Regions from separate parts of the Zea mays genome. Here region 2 is linked to region 1. A link is a contact called in public Hi-C data. All regions are on one chromosome and are shown on one strand. Each heading gives the region's core, a stretch centred on a gene start, on an enhancer-like site or on the middle of the called end of the contact. The rest is flanking DNA. Distances are from core to core; before and after follow the strand shown.

The links. A called contact is a pair of places that touch in the nucleus more often than the background predicts.
Region 2: a contact with region 1 is called in a Hi-C map of seedling, with 4 times the contacts expected there. The contact joins the promoter of LOC100282466 here to the promoter of LOC100277398 in region 1. A contact is called at or near these places in 8 of 25 Hi-C or Micro-C datasets (bundle sheath, ear, endosperm and 4 more) and 1 of 3 datasets of contacts at active chromatin or transcription factors (leaf).

What each region holds. Positions count from the first base shown.
Region 1 is chr7:143,406,954-143,414,675 of Zm-B73-REFERENCE-NAM-5.0, reverse strand. LOC100277398 reads left to right here and starts at 4,692. Exons shown (of 6, transcript NM_001350258.1): 1 at 4,692-4,866; 2 at 5,005-5,373; 3 at 5,473-5,586; 4 at 5,701-5,786; 5 at 5,865-5,974; 6 at 6,147-6,709. The coding sequence starts at 4,702. The coding sequence ends at 6,337. It also overlaps the pseudogene LOC110091766.
Region 2 is chr7:143,669,746-143,677,467 of Zm-B73-REFERENCE-NAM-5.0, reverse strand. LOC100282466 reads right to left here and starts at 2,580. Exons shown (of 6, transcript NM_001155376.1): 1 at 2,380-2,580; 2 at 1,331-1,409; 3 at 1,207-1,238; 4 at 506-747. The coding sequence starts at 1,383. LOC109940757 reads left to right here and starts at 2,582. Exons shown (of 10, transcript XM_020540925.1): 1 at 2,582-2,947; 2 at 5,784-5,871. The coding sequence starts at 2,607.

The DNA.
Region 1 (7,722 bases), core at 3,443-5,942:
CTATAGACCAGCATGACACACTTACTTAGCTTATCGGGCTAAATCTGAGCCTCACTTGTGGCCCGTGGGCTAGAACAGCACGACCTTAATTCATGCCGGGCGTAGGCCGGGTCAGCCGAGAGTCCCGGACCGGTCCGTTTGGACAACTAGCGAGGATGACTGAAGCACGTACGACAACTGTATCCGACGGTGGTAGGTCGTCCGGCGCGCGACCAAACAAACGCGAGCATTATTTTCTTCTCCAAAACTGGAGTGCTCACCTACCTTTCTCAGTAGACTGTGGCGTGTGGCCTCCGTGCGCGTCGATGTTGTGTTGTCCCGGATCTCTGCTCGACTGCTACTCGTGTACTTATGTAGCAAGCCTAACAGGCAAGCTAGCACGTAAGGCTGATGGATTTGAGGGAAAATAAACGTTAATTAATTGCGAGGTCGTTGACTCCAGCTGGTCTATACTGCCAAATGCCAAACCATCTGTGCATCACCTCCGTTCAACGATCCATCAACCGGTCGTGTCTCTCTGACACCCGGGGGCCGGGTCTACCTTTCGCTTGGCGCGCTTTGCACATAACACTCTAGCTCGCTTCCCTTTCTCTACGCTACGCCCCCTCCCCCAATCACGCCGCGATACGCAACGCGCGCGCGCGCACCGCTGTGCCGGCCAGCTGCTGCGCCGCTCGAGAGCTCGCTCGCGCGGCCGATCGCCTGCTACTAGCTAGCTAATAAGCTTCCAGCCAGCCTCTCTACCGGCCGCCCATGCCGGCCACCACCGGCGCGCCGGTCGCTGCGCCAGCTGGGGCTCGGCGGCCGCTCCTCTTCGGCGCCGCGCCGCGTCCGCAGGCGCCGTCGCCGCCGCTGACGACGACGCGGTGTCGCCGCGCCGCGCATGGAACGCCTCCGCCGCCGAGCTCGAGCTCGGGCGCCGCGGCGAGGAGACGAGGGGTCAAGGAGTACGTGGAGGCGGCGCGGGAGATGGCGCGGCACAAGGACGGCGGCCCGCCGCGGTGGTTCTCGCCGCTCGAGTGCGGGGGCGGCCGCGTCCCCGGCGCGCCCACGCTGCTCTACCTGCCCGGTACCGTTTCCGTTTCCTCGGTAACATGACAGAAAGTGTCTCGCTCCGTCGTCATTCCCATGTGCGGTGCGTTAGCTGTTTGAATTTTCTTCTTGCAACTGAACTCTGACAGAGCACAGCTGATAGCAAGTTTAGCCTGAATAATAAATAGTAATAGTGTCTGCGCGCAATTGTGAACAGAGCACAGCGCAGCACTGATGAAAAAGATAAAAGCGACTTGCTCGTCTGCAGATCAGGCCGCCGATAACGTAAACAAAGCGAGGGGGGTTTGACAAAACCGTAGGAGTCTATATATATATGGTGCCCCATGTGTTGCTCTCTCGCTTTCTTCGGTTACCATTTTTTTAGGAGAAAAAAAAGGTTGCTTTCTCACCACCACTAGCATAGCAATAGCAATAGCAATAGCATGCATAGGAAAACGGCTATTTTGGAACAGTTTACCGCGTGGCAGTTCTGTGGCTGATGGAAGCTGTCTAGTGTAGCAGCAGCAGCAAGGACAGCACATCTCCTCTCAGATGGACAAACAATAGGACAGGTGCACGCATCTTTGCTGTGTTTGCCCGTTTGATGGACAGCGCAACAGACGGATGTAGAGGCACTGATGAATGACCTGGTGTTGGCACCGATCTATGCGATAAACACAGGAACGAATCATTTGAGAGTGCTTTCTACGGAGGCACGGATGAGCCGTGACATAGGGTCGGACGGTCCACGACCTGGGCGCAGCAGCGGCTGCTCCTTCTCTGTGTACGTCTGGACGATTCGTGATGGTGTGGAAAGTCATCTTCTTCGCAGCAGACCTAAATCTCGCCTTTTGTGAGGGATCCCGTCAGGGAGGAGACATCCTAGGATGTGTCTTCACATCGGCAAACCACCCAAGACATCTCTAGTCGACATAGAGACGAAGAGAGATGGAGATTCGTGGTAAAGGAAGGTTAAACTAGGGGCTAAACTAGAGCTACTCCTAATGCATAAGATAAAAACGATAAATAGAGTTAATTATATCGATTGTGGGGTTCAATCGGCCGTAGCCCTTCGACTATATAAAGGGAAGGTCTAGATCCGTTACAAGTCGGTCCTCGAGTTAATCCCGCAGGTTTAGCTAACAAATCCCGCAAGAAAATCGAAACCCTAACTGATTCGCGTGGACGGTCCGTGCCGCTACGGCGGACAGTCCGGATCTTCCGACGGGACATTTTTTATGCTCAACATATCCCCAATATTTTGGTAAAGATTGACAAACCAAAAGCATATGCACTGCCAGTAACCTTCGGAAACAATAGATTTCACAAGTCAATTTGTTTCCGAAGTAAGAACTAAATCTGATACAATCCACCAGATTTTGAAATTAATAGAGTGATCACTGAATACAGCTCTAATATATAAATGCCGTTTTGAATTGCATATTTTCGACCATGACTATCTAATCAATGGACCGTCTGTCTGCCAGGACATTTTTGGTGCTAAGACTGGGAACTTCGGTTGATGTTCCGAGGAATCTCATCTCATTCACATTCTTGGGTCCTTGCAGGAATCGACGGGATTGGGTTAGGACTTGTGCGGCACCACGAGAGATTGGCAAAGTAAAGAAAAAACTTTACATGGCCTTGTTTTCCCCTTGCTTGGATGTGGTTGATGACTCTTCTTTCTGAAAGGACAGGATGTTCGATCTGTGGTGCTTGCACATACCAGTCGAAGACCGAACGCCCTTCGCAGGTACGCCCTTCGCAGGTACATTCCTTCTTTTTTTTCCTCTGACAATTGGAGGAGACACACACGTGTACCTGCAAGTTTAGTTCCACACACTGACAGATCCACTCTGGAACCGCTGATGGAGCACAGGGCTGGTCGAGTATGTGGAGAGGGCAGTAAAGTCGGAGAGCTCAAGAGCGCCTGACAGACCAATCTACCTTGTTGGAGAGTCAGTAGGAGCGTGCGTCGCTCTAGCCGTGGCTGCGCGAAACCCAGGCATAGACCTGGTACTGATCCTAGTAAACCCAGGTCAGCATTGTGTTTCTCTGGACTTTCGAGTGAATGATATGACTCCTCGTTTCTGACTCCTGCTGGAGTCTTGGGCCGGCCTCGTCTTGCAGGAACGTCGTTCCACAGGTCGCAGTTGCAAACTCTCTCGGCCTTCTTGGATCTGGTCCCTGAACCCTTCCATTTGACCACTCCACAGCTGCTAAATTTTCTGACAGGTTTTCTTTTCCTTTTTTTTTACTTCTCTACATTACTTTCTTAGGGTTTGTACACCAAAAACTATTTTTTGAGGAATTCTTCTTTGATTTACTTGGGAGGCAAGTACTTTTGCCCAAAAAAAAAGATGGATGAGACTCAGGCATTGTCTGTTTCTTCAGTGTATAAGACGCATTCGTCCCTTTGCTGTCAGATATGCTTCTTATAATTCTTCGCTTCCTTTCAAAAAAAACATATACAATTGTTTACTTTACGTAGCACAATGTCTAGGGATAGTGTTGAAAATAGCATCAAAAGTGTAATCCTTTGATATGCATCTTCCGAGTTAGTTCTTACCATAGTTTAACAACTTTATTAGGGAACTTGATGAAGATGCCAGAAGCTTTTGTTGGACGTGGCCTCTCTCTACAAGAAGCTGGTCCGAGATTATCAGAGACCACATCCAGTATGTTGGATTCCCTTACGGTGAGCTAAAAAGGTGTCAGGACATGCATGCATGTGAAGATATTTCTACTATGGTTTGTTCCGGCCGGGAGACCATTTTTGTGAATATTCTGGTGCAGTGGTGCTACCCTTTCCCCAGTTCGAATCTGCATGAGCTTGCTATTTTGCTGGGCATACGGCAGCGTTTCAGTCTTTCTACGTGATGGTCTTAATTCTTTTATCGGGACTCTTTTTGTTTCTTACAGATTTTGGTTGACGTTCTGACAAAGGAGTCCATCGTTTGCAAGCTGGAAATGTTGAAGGCGTCGTCATCGTTTGTCAACTCCCGTTTACACGCAGTCAAAGCCCAGACGTTGGTACTAGCCAGGTAAGTAAGTAAGTAAGAGGCTTGCAGAAAGCCACGCAGAGAAAGAGGGAAGAAGCATTCTTCCATATACATCATATCATATCTGCCGGCCTCACGTACTCGTAATAAAGGGTTCATAAGAACAGTCTGAAACTGAAACATGGAGAGCCAACCATACATGGAAAAAAAATATCAACTTTGAAAGAAAAGAAGAAGAAGAAGAAGAAGAAGAAGAAGAAGAAAAATCCCTGCTTATGACTGACTGGGTCTGAATTGGGTATCCCGTTTTGGCAGTGGAAACGATGAGCTGCTGCCAAGCACCCAAGAGGCCGAGAGACTCCGTGGCGCTCTAGAGAAATGCAGAACACGTGTTTTCAGAGACAATGGCCACAAGATCTTACTGGTGTGTTAGCTAAAGCGCTCTCTCTCTCTCTCTCTCTCTCTCTCTCTCTCTCTCTCTCTCCCTCTCTCCCTCTCTCCCTCTCCCTCTCCCTCCCTCTCTCTCTCTCTCCCTCTCCCTCTCTCTCTCTCTCTCTCTCTCTCTCTCTCTCTCTCTCTCTCTCTCTCTCTCTCTCTCTCTCTCTCTCTCTGTCTGTCTGTCTGTCTGTCTGTTCTCTCTCTGTCTGTCTGTCTGTCTGTCTGTCTGATGCTTTGGTCACCGATCTCACAACTCCTAAAAGGAGGCCGGCTTCGACCTCGCCACGACCATCAAGGGAGCCGGGTACTACCGCCGCACCAGGAGGACAGACTTCGTTGCAGACTACATACCTCCTACCCCAGACGAGCTGCAGCAAGCTATCGACCACGACAGGTACGCGTACGCCCATGCCCCATGGCAAGCTAAGCTAGAAGCGGTACAGTACAGGAACCTCTCTACGAAACTGCAACCGCCGCCCGCCTCCGAACCGAACAGTCTCTCAGAGGCGCTACTGAAGTACTGAACTTTCAGGGTCCTAAAGCTTGTCACCGACCGGTGATGCTGTCGACGCTGGGCGACGGGAGGGTAGTGAGGGGCCTGGCGGGGCTGCCGAGGGAGGGGCCCGCCGTGCTGGTGGGGTACCACATGCTCCTGGGGTTGGAGCTGGGGCCGATGGTGACGGGCATCCTGAGCGGCACCGGGGTCCACGTCCGGGGCCTGGCGCACCCCTTCATGTTCGACGGGGGCACCGAGCGGCTCATGCCCGACTCGGCGCACTTCGACCTGCACCGCGTCATGGGGGCGGTGCCGGTGACGGGCGCCAACTTCTACAGGCTCCTCGCGGACAAGGAGTTCGTGCTGCTGTATCCGGGGGGTGCGCGGGAAGCGCTTCACAGGAAGGTGGCGGTGGTGGTGGTGGTTTGGCAGTATACGATGGTTTTGTTTCTTTTGCTGTGTATGTTGTTATCTGTATAATTTAAATACAGCTGTTGTTTTCAGGGAGAGGAGTACAAGTTGTTCTGGCCGGAGCAGCCTGAGTTCGTCAGGATGGCGTCCAGGTTCGGGGCGACGATCGTACCATTCGGAGTGGTGGGAGAGGATGACATATGCCATGTAAGTAGTGCCTTCTTCCTTCCGGCTTCCGCTATCTCAATCAGTTGAAGAGCATGGCGTTCCGCTTGGATGCGTCATCATGGTCAGTGTTACTCAGTTTACCATCTCGATCAGTTGTTGTTAGACTACAACGACCTTCAGAAGGTTCCCTTCTATGGCATGCTCGACGAGGCCTTGAACCGCGATGGGCTGAGGCTAAGGTACGCTGCTGCCTAAATCAGATGTCTTTTTTAGTTTTTTTTTCCTCCTCCCCCCCGCATTCAGCTGTGGTTTCGTAGGACTGATTCCATGGGAGAGGTAAAAGACCAAAGAATGCACCCCCTACTGCTCGCTCCCAAGGTACCAGGGCGGTTTTACTTCGTCTTTGGGAAGCCTATCGAAACAAGAGGTACGGGTTCAGAAACATTTCGTTACATCATATCTCAGCAGTCTGTGCTCTTCAGGCGTTCTCTCGGTGTCAGCTTTTATGTTGGATACCGACGCATGCGCATGCGTTTGACCGTTTCTCGAACCTGGTGTTGGGTTGAAAACAAATCATTCGCTTTGCTTGCTTGCAATAGGCAGAGAGAAAGAACTACGAGACAAGGAGGCGGCGCAGCGCCTCTATTTGCAAGTCAAATCTGAGGTGGAGGGCTGCATCAACTATCTCAAGGAGAAGAGGGAGGAGGACCCCTACAGGAGTATACTGCCCAGGCTTCTCTACCAAGCACTTCATGGTCCCAATGCAGAAATACCCACATTTGAACCATGAAATGTTCACTTCGAGAATACCAATTGTTTATATTGTTCTTATTTTTTTTTCTTGCATTGTCAAAAAAAAATCGATTGTTACCATTGTCCTCAAAATAATTATGATGGCTGATTCTATCGTGTAGCCCATTTAAAGCACATATATAAAGAGGTCAACGGAAGGTCATCGCTCAACTGTAAATTTGTAAGTACAGCAACACAAGTATTTATTTTGGCTCATCTCATTGCAAACAAAGCATGGATTCAAGTCGAGAGAAGATATGAAGAATGTGTTAGAAATATGCCTTAGAGATAATCATAGAGATGAGCATATTTTTTTATCTATATATATATTGCTTAATTGAATATCCATGTAAGGCACCTTGTATTGATTAGCAATTATATTAATTGTTTGTGAGATTCTTTACTTATATGGTTATTCTAAATGATGTCCCTAGTCAGAGTCGATGACTAGCACATGTATTAGTTGATGACTACATTTCACAAGTCATGAACATGGAGATGTTAAACTAATAATGTGGGCGCATGTATGACATGAGGCTGGACCGACCCAACGTGAGATATTATAATATAGTTCTCTTTTTGCAACATGAATACTGTATCCTTAGACCTGAGATTGTCGCATGTTCTCAAGATGTGAATTGACTTACTTAGGGACTATCAAACGCTATTCCGTAACTGGGTAGTTATAAAGGTAGTTTTGGGTTTGTCAGGAAGCATGCTGTGAGGCATGGTCAGTCAAGATGGAATTTGTCCCTCTCTTTATGATAAAGATATCTCTGGGCCCCTCGAGTGATTGGATCAAGAAATGCATGGCCGTGCTAGGGTTAAGAGTTAACCATTGAAAGGATTCCAATTCACAGTATCGAGAAAAAGAGGTCAGCTTAGAGACAGACCAAATATCGTGAGACAAAGGGAATAACATGTATGTAATGTTGCAATGGTTCGTATGATATGATTTTTACGTGCGCATATGAGTTGACATGTCTTGCTAGAGGCCGCTGTCAATTATTGGGTCAAGTAAGAGTACTCGGGCTATGTCTATTTGTACGTGAACCTATAGGGTCACACACTTAAGGGGAAGGAAGCCTAACTCGGATTAGATCCGAAATTAGACTGGGCTTTAGGGTTACTGATGGGCCTCGGTGTCAGAAGCCCACCATAACGCCAATATAATGAGGGACGGGGGCACGGTTAGGCTAACCCTAATTCGCCACCAGCAAACGAGTAGCCGCTCGTCTCTCACCCTCGCCAAGCCGCCGTCGCGAACCTAGCAGTTCGGTACGCGGCGCTTCCTCCCTGTACGTGTGGATACCTCGGAGGTGCTGCATCTGGAGCACTAGGACGAACCGTGCGAGGACGTGAAGGACGCCGACGACTGCACGG
Region 2 (7,722 bases), core at 1,331-3,830, 260 kb before region 1:
CCTGGCTGGGGGCAATCACCGAGGGGGTGGGGGCCGAGGAGTTGGTCGACGGGTCCGGAGTGGATTTCGGCGAGAGGCTGGTGGAGGTGGAGGTGTGAGGGGGAGACGGCTGGGCGGGGTAGGGAGAGGGAGAGGGGCTGGGAGAGGGAGGGGGAGAGCTCATCGTGGCGAGTCTTTTTCCTGCTTAGGCAATTCCATATTTCTATTGTTATTATTTTTTATTACAATATATGTTCTGAAGTTTGAAATAAAATTGCAGGCATCAATTGTTCATCCTAGAACCTCATACAATTCCACCATTTTTTTTGCTATGATCTATGTGTTCATGTGAAATACTATTTATGGATAGCAGGTGGTGTTTAACAGAAAGGATCAACAAAACTGAAGTTAGAAAGGAAAAGAAAATGATAAGGGGCCATTGATGAAGCATAATCAAATCTATCATATAAGTAAGGCACACAATTTACTTCTTCAAAAAATGGAATGATCAGCAGCTCTTACACACTTGAAAATTTGATGCTCGAAATCGACGTCGGACATTCTTGTCATCCAGAACTTGGATCTCAAACGTGAAGTATTTCTTAAGATTTTTCACAATAATAGCCAGAAATGGAAGCTTAATCCCAAGAGTAGCAGAAGGATCAGCTGGGCATGTGATGTAAGTTGACTGTACATTTGTTCCAACAATTTCAAGTACATTAGATTGGATATCTTCATCTTGGGGTCGTTTAATGTGCCCATTCACAACTGCAAACGGATAAAACATTAAGAAACGGAAATGGTACATTTGACACAGGTTCGTGAGAATGAAGCACATATGTATTTATTGTTTAGGTCCCAGAAAAAGCTAAACTAGCAGGTTGCAGTGTATGTGCTGATGGACAAGTTTACACTTTCATGTCAAATATTTCATGAAGATTTAACATTGCTGCTGGAAGCCAACGATCAATAACAATCCAATTATCCAATGATATTCTAGCTGATGAAGTTCATGTTTTTCAATTTTCATAATCTATCCCACACACAAAGTAAACAAAAGTTAAGAAAGGCAGCATCAGAAGCAGATAATGCTTTAGCAACTGAAAGCTCGAATCCTAACCAAATTAATCGATGCTCTTATTTCGTGTCAGCACTCAGCAGAACAAAATGGAACAAAGGAAATCAGTATTTGAGCATTAAAGAGGACACATCAAGAAGATGGCAAACCTTCCTTATCCCATATCTGCAATGGCTTGGTCCTGAACAAATCACAACAGAAATGCATGATATATCTTGATCAAGGTCACATGATAGCAAAAGGAGACTAATATGGGATTATCACACTATGTACCCGAGGCTATAAAGAATGGACAGGAACCCAGACTGAAATGTATTCTTGAACATGTTCTGAAGCTTGTAGATCAATTAAACTGCAAAATACAAGAACAAACAAAAATAAGAACATCTTCATTCTGAAATCCACAATAACGTCGGCATCAGCTTGGCACCCAGCATTTGAAATCTTGAAACATGACAAAGCTATTGAGAATGTGATAGCATGTGATTTCATTCCTTTGATGGCGCGGTTAATTAAACCATTGCATCCTCATGAGAAGTAATATAAGTAAAATCGCATCAGCAGTGTCAATAACAATAGTTGAGATATGTCATCACTCATCACACAACATAACAAATGTGGTTGTTAGTATTTTTCTAGAAAAAACTAAGGTGGCTCCAGCAGATTACCTATTTAAAACCTCCTATCGCACTCCCTATTTCAAACTCCACTCAGTACAAAAGAGTATTTTGCACGGCCATTTGCAGGGTCCGCTGGAGTCAGCTTTAAGCCCCGTTTGGTTAGAGGAACTAAAGATTAGTCTCTAGTTTTTAGTCTCATTTAGTCTCTTTTTTGCCAAACATAAGGACTAAAGTAGAGACTAATTGGCTTTAGTCTCTAGTCCCTCAAAGAGGTGCTAAAAGGGACTGAAGGGCATTTTTTCCACTTGTTGCCCTCACTTTTTCCATCGACGCCGCACACAACAAACAAGGTAAGGGTATTTCAGTTTTTGTATACTGCATTTAATGTGTTGAGAATATGTTTAGTCCCTCTAACCAATCAGGGTAGGGACTAAAGTTTAATCTCTGGATTAAACTTTAGTTCTAGGACTAATGGAACGGGCCTTAATCCCCTGCCTCAGGGTCGTACCCAGTAAAGCATATGTCTACACCCAACTTTTGCCAAGAAAACGAATTTCATTAGGTATAACTAATACATATAAAAGCTCGTAATTAGATCAGATCCGAATACAGATACCCTAGCCAAACAGATTAAGTTAGGTTCGAGTGCTCGATTTGGCGTGGAAGGGGGGGGCGCTCGACGGCGAGGGGGGCGAGGAATACCTGGGGAAGCAATCGACGAGGCTAGACTCGAGCACGTGGCGTAGGGGCGGCGGCGGTCGCCTAGTTGTGGCTGCGCCACGAGAGCTCGCGCGCGAGCACGCAAGGTGGACGGGAGAAGAAAACTCCCTAATTTTTTGTGGGCCTGTAACAAGGCTGAATCTAAAGTCTTAAAACCTGAAGCCGTTTGCTCGCACGCCCGCGTTTGGCGGGTTACGTACGTTTTCGGCATGGGCGCTCGCCACGTACGTTTTCGGCATGGGCGGTCGCCACGCCCGTTCGTGTTCAGCGAGGTCTGCTGCGTCGTCCACGAATCGTCCCCGTGCCCCGGTCCCAGGTCACGCGCGGACCCACGTGTAGCGGCTTCGGGAGCTGCTGCCGCTGCTGTGCCGGTCCCAGGTCACGCGCGGACCCACGTGCAGCGGCTTCGGGAGAGGATTTGGGCCGTCGCGCGGCGGCTTCCGATGCGTCTCCTCGCTGAGCCCGCCGAAGCAGTGCTCCACAGTGAGGGCACGTCGCAGCAGTGCCGCGGCATGGGCATCCTCACAGTCCTCCTCCGGACGGCCATAAGGTTGGTACCTAGCATCCATTTTTGTTATTCTTACCTCCTTCCTCGTCTTCCCCGTCTCTGCCTCGCATTTTTCGGATCTCCTTCCTCCGTCTTCCTTGTCTTCCAGATCTGATTTCTTGCCGACGCCGCTGGGATTGCCTGTTGCACTGATGCCGTTCGTGACCTAGCTCGGGTGGAGGCGGTCGTGGTCGTAGGTTTGTTTGGCTAACTACGCTTGCTTCCGCATCTTAGTCCTCTGCTTAGTGTGCGTTCTTCTTTGCTTCCTGGAACACACGTGGTTTGGTTTATCTCTGGTGTACTGCAGAGGTTAGATTAGTGGCGCACTTAGCAGTTTAGTGGTACTTTGGACTTTGGTGAGATTAGATAGTTGTACTTTGCAGTATAATTTGTAATCCAACTAAGATATTTCTGAATACCCAAAAGTTAATACTGATCTCTGCAATTAAAGAGAAGAACCGAAACGAAATTTATTATGCTATACAGGAATGAAATAGAAACATATCTAAAATGTGCTACAATCCATTAATTTAACAGAACATACACGGCTGCACTGTTTACCACGAGATAAGTGCAATAATCAACAACCCTGATAAGATAGCGATTGTCAATGATACACAAGGCTATTCTGATAGCATTATACCTTGCATAAAAATCATTAACCAGCTCCCTTACTTCAGGCACCAGCTCCAGAAAGTTACGAAAGTTCATATTGTCAATGACTTTGCTCTATGAAAAATGCGCAAGCAATCACATTTCGAGAACAGTGGCATAAAATGGAACACATTCCACAAGAAAAATAAGTACTGATAGGCAAACCTTCAGGTCTGAACGGTCAAAAGAAGCAAGTGCACAAAGGGCACCATAGACTGTCACGTCTTGAGGAGCTATGACTTCAGAATAATAATTTAGATTGGCTTCACAGTTTAGTGGTATGCCTTGAGAATTAGACACATAAGAGTCGCCCATTTCTGACCATTTTTAAAAAAATTAGACACATTGGCCTCAACCATTTGGTGTATGCCTTCCTGATGACAAGAACTAAAGAGATAGAAAACACCAACCATAAGGTGGAAAAATACTTTTATATATGGACAGAGGAGTATGTGAGAGAGGTTCTAGACTACTAGATTATAGGTACAGTCTTCTAACATGCATGAATTATGACTTCAGAGTGTGATAGACAATCGAGAAATCAAAAGGCTGGCACATATCTCAGAAATTGATATGCTTCCATGCCAGTGATATTATGTGCATAAATGCTATGCTCTGTGAAGTAGAAATCAAATGTAAGTGATATAAATGTAATCATAATTTATATGGTTGCATAAACAAATCTCACACGAGATCAAAGGGACTGAGGTTAGATAATCATTGCATGATCCAAGAACAGACAACTACAAAGAATCTCAATGTGCATGAGAACAGATATGTCCATGTAGAGAATAAAACCCTTGTTTTGTTTTATCATTAACACACGAGATCACAATTAGATAATCATTAACACACGAGATAACAAATCTCACACGAGATCAAAGGGACTGAAGCCATTAATTGAACTTGTTCACAATTAGCACGCAAGACTCTAATGCAGTAGAAGCAGAAGCAAACATAAGACCACCAAAAAATCAAAGGGAGTAGACAGAAAACAAAGTGTGAAGCTTGAATGATGCCCTCTCCGTAAGCCACACAAAAGGTTCTACCTCTTCATGTAATGCAAATAAAAGCACTCATATCTTTGTGCCTAAAAGAACAAAAGGATTTGAGAAAAAAAATCAAAGCAGCAAACCTTGAAAGCAGGCTCATCCCAACAAGGGAAGCAGCGCCTTGCATCAGGTTGGCCCCGGAACTTTCTGTCCAGGTTCACACCAGTGCTTTATGCTAGAATCTAGATTCAGATTCGATGTTTCGCTGCTGGGGCTGTCCCAAATGGAACGCATTACCAATGGGTTACATTCGGATCTCGGGACTGGAGTCTCAAATAGGTCAACATATATGTATGTTCAGAAACTGTAAGTATCTGAACATCTATAGGTAGGTCCTGCTAAAGTCCAAGAACTGCCTGTAGCTTTCATTATTGTACTCCATGCTTTCTATTTATCTTAATGCAAATCTGGTATACTCTATTGTTAACAGCCAGCTGACCATGATGCCCTCAGCCTAAGGTACTTGTAGCTGTTTCAACTCTGTTCTTCTAATCTAAAAAAACTAGACCAACCTAGGAGGAACAATAGGTACTTGCGTTTGTACTGCAATATGCAAATCATACATGTTATTGTGTCTCCCTAAAAAATATAAACGACACTGAATGCAATAATCCATTGAATAGAGAAAAGGTGACCATGAGGTCTCTTGAGTCTTAACACTACTAGGAAGTCTGAATTGTGTTCATTTGTTTACCAACCTGAAGACTGAATTAATCTCTTGTTGTTTTTTAATGTGCTCTTGTTTTTTATGTCGTTCTCCTTTTAGCTACACTATATTTTCTTATGGCGAACCAATAGGAAAAAGTTACCCAACAGATTGCATCAAAATCACCTAGCCAAGCTTGGAGTTGTTTGACGGTTGCGTCAAAAGCACCTAGCCATTTCTACTATTGTTCAAGAGCACTTTTGTGTTGTGTGGTATTGCTGAAGTTTGGATTAAGGAGAATAGTTCGACCAAAAATCTGTCTGATAGGTATCAATCTGAATAGTCTGGTATTATTTGAATAGTGACGTCATGTTAATTTTCTTGTTTTTACAAAGTTGTCTTCTAGGAGATGCGTAAATGTTTCTCTCTACTTATGTGCAGAGATATGTCGTTGCTGGTTCGCTAATTCTTATGGTTTTTTTCCCAGTGATTTGGGTGCTTGCGTGCTTGCTGCTTGGGGGAATTTTATCACAACTTGGAGAAGACCCCTCGCCATTTTGCATTTCCAATCGTCGGTTAGTTTGTGTGCCTAAGCGCCTGCCCTGTTTTTTATGTGTTGTTTGTTACAAACCAATTTTTCACCAATGTTACGTGATGTTCTTCCATGCTATGCGATATATAGTGCTATGCCTGATTCTCGCCATGACCCGAAGCGCCTGAGGCACGGTGCAGTTGCGCAGGGTTAGTGCTCATAGTATCGCTTCTTTGTTTATGCGCGCAACGGCCGATACCCATCCTAATTTTTTATGCTTCTCTTGCGGGCCAAAAAATATGCAACCTCTTTAGATTGCCCGGTCTTTGAGACAGCTGATGGCCATCGCATTATGGATGGTGAAGACGAAATAGCCCCGTCTAACCTTCCGGGACCTTCTAACCAGCCGATACCTACGCTACAAGGAACACGTGCGTACAACCGTGTTTGGGCAGCCATTACTGCAGCAAAAAAATATGGTGTTAGTGATACTTATGTCATCACAGGTAGTAGATCTATAATGTCGTTCCCTTCAGCGCTTGCCACATCCAATAGGCTACACCGACGCAATAGAGTACGTCACATGGTAACTGACCAGCCATTGTCAACCACGCTTCCTTTGGACAAGTCATACGTAGATGCTCTAAAAGGTATGTATTATGCCCAACATTTCTGGTAACATTCTTCCTACTTTGTTGATATGCTACCCTTTCTCTTCTTCCTATGTAGATGCCTACCCTGAGAGGTCATACTACGGTGGACCTGAACACATATGCCCATATTGCCATGTTGTTTTCTGGTTCCAAGAGCGTGTCAAAAACGATTCCTTCTCCACCTAGAGGAAAATTGTGTACAACCTTTGCTGCAAAGGAGGGAAGGTGAACCTAAAACCATTTGAACGTCCGCCGCCTTTGCTTGCTGATCTTTTGAAATTTGATGGAGGTACTCGCTCGAGGCGTTTCTTGAGGCTTATCCGGCCGTACAATTCATTGTTTGCATTCACCTCTTTCGGTGCAGCTATCGACAAAACGATAAATAACGACACTACACCTTATGTTTTCAAAATTAATGGGGTGGTGCACCATAGGATTGGCACCCTACTTCCACAGCGTGGGACACAACCAAAATTTGCCCAACTGTACACATATGACACGGAGCATGAGACCCAGAATAGGCTAGGCATTTTTGAGACCGATGATGGTGCTGCTGGCCAGCCAGACCCTGAAATGGTGTCGTCACTGCTCGATATGTTGAATGAAAACAACTCGCTTGTCAAAGCGTTCCGATGCGCGAGAGAACGCCTTGAGCACGAGGGTGATCAAAAGATAACACTCAGATTGTTAGGCTGTAACACACGCCATGATGTACAATACAACCTACCCTCAAATGGTGAGATTGCTGCCATTATTGTTGGCGACTACACGATCGGGGAATACACATATGATGTTCTTGTGCATGATAGAGAGTGCGGCCTCAAACGTGTTTCATGCTTGCATCCAGCATACATGCCTTTGCAATACCCATTGTTGTTTCCTTACGGTGAAACATGGCTTCCATCTTGGTATTAGGTACTTTGGTGATGACGATGTTGGTTCATCAAAACGAAAATACGTCACGATGCTTGAGTTTGTAAGGAGACACATGCACTACAGATTGGACGAGCCAAACCCATATACGTGTTACGGTAGATTAAGTGATCAAATAGATGTCGATGTGTATTCAACTATCGAGGGAAACATGCTACAGTTCATAGCAAGCCACCAAAGCGATCTACGGTCAGAAACAGTTCAGGGCATAGCTGACGCCATTGATAAGGGCTTCGTTAGTGCTGATTCGATTGGCGGTAGGGTAGTTGTACCTGCCAGCTTCACTGGTGGTAGAAGGTACCATGTCA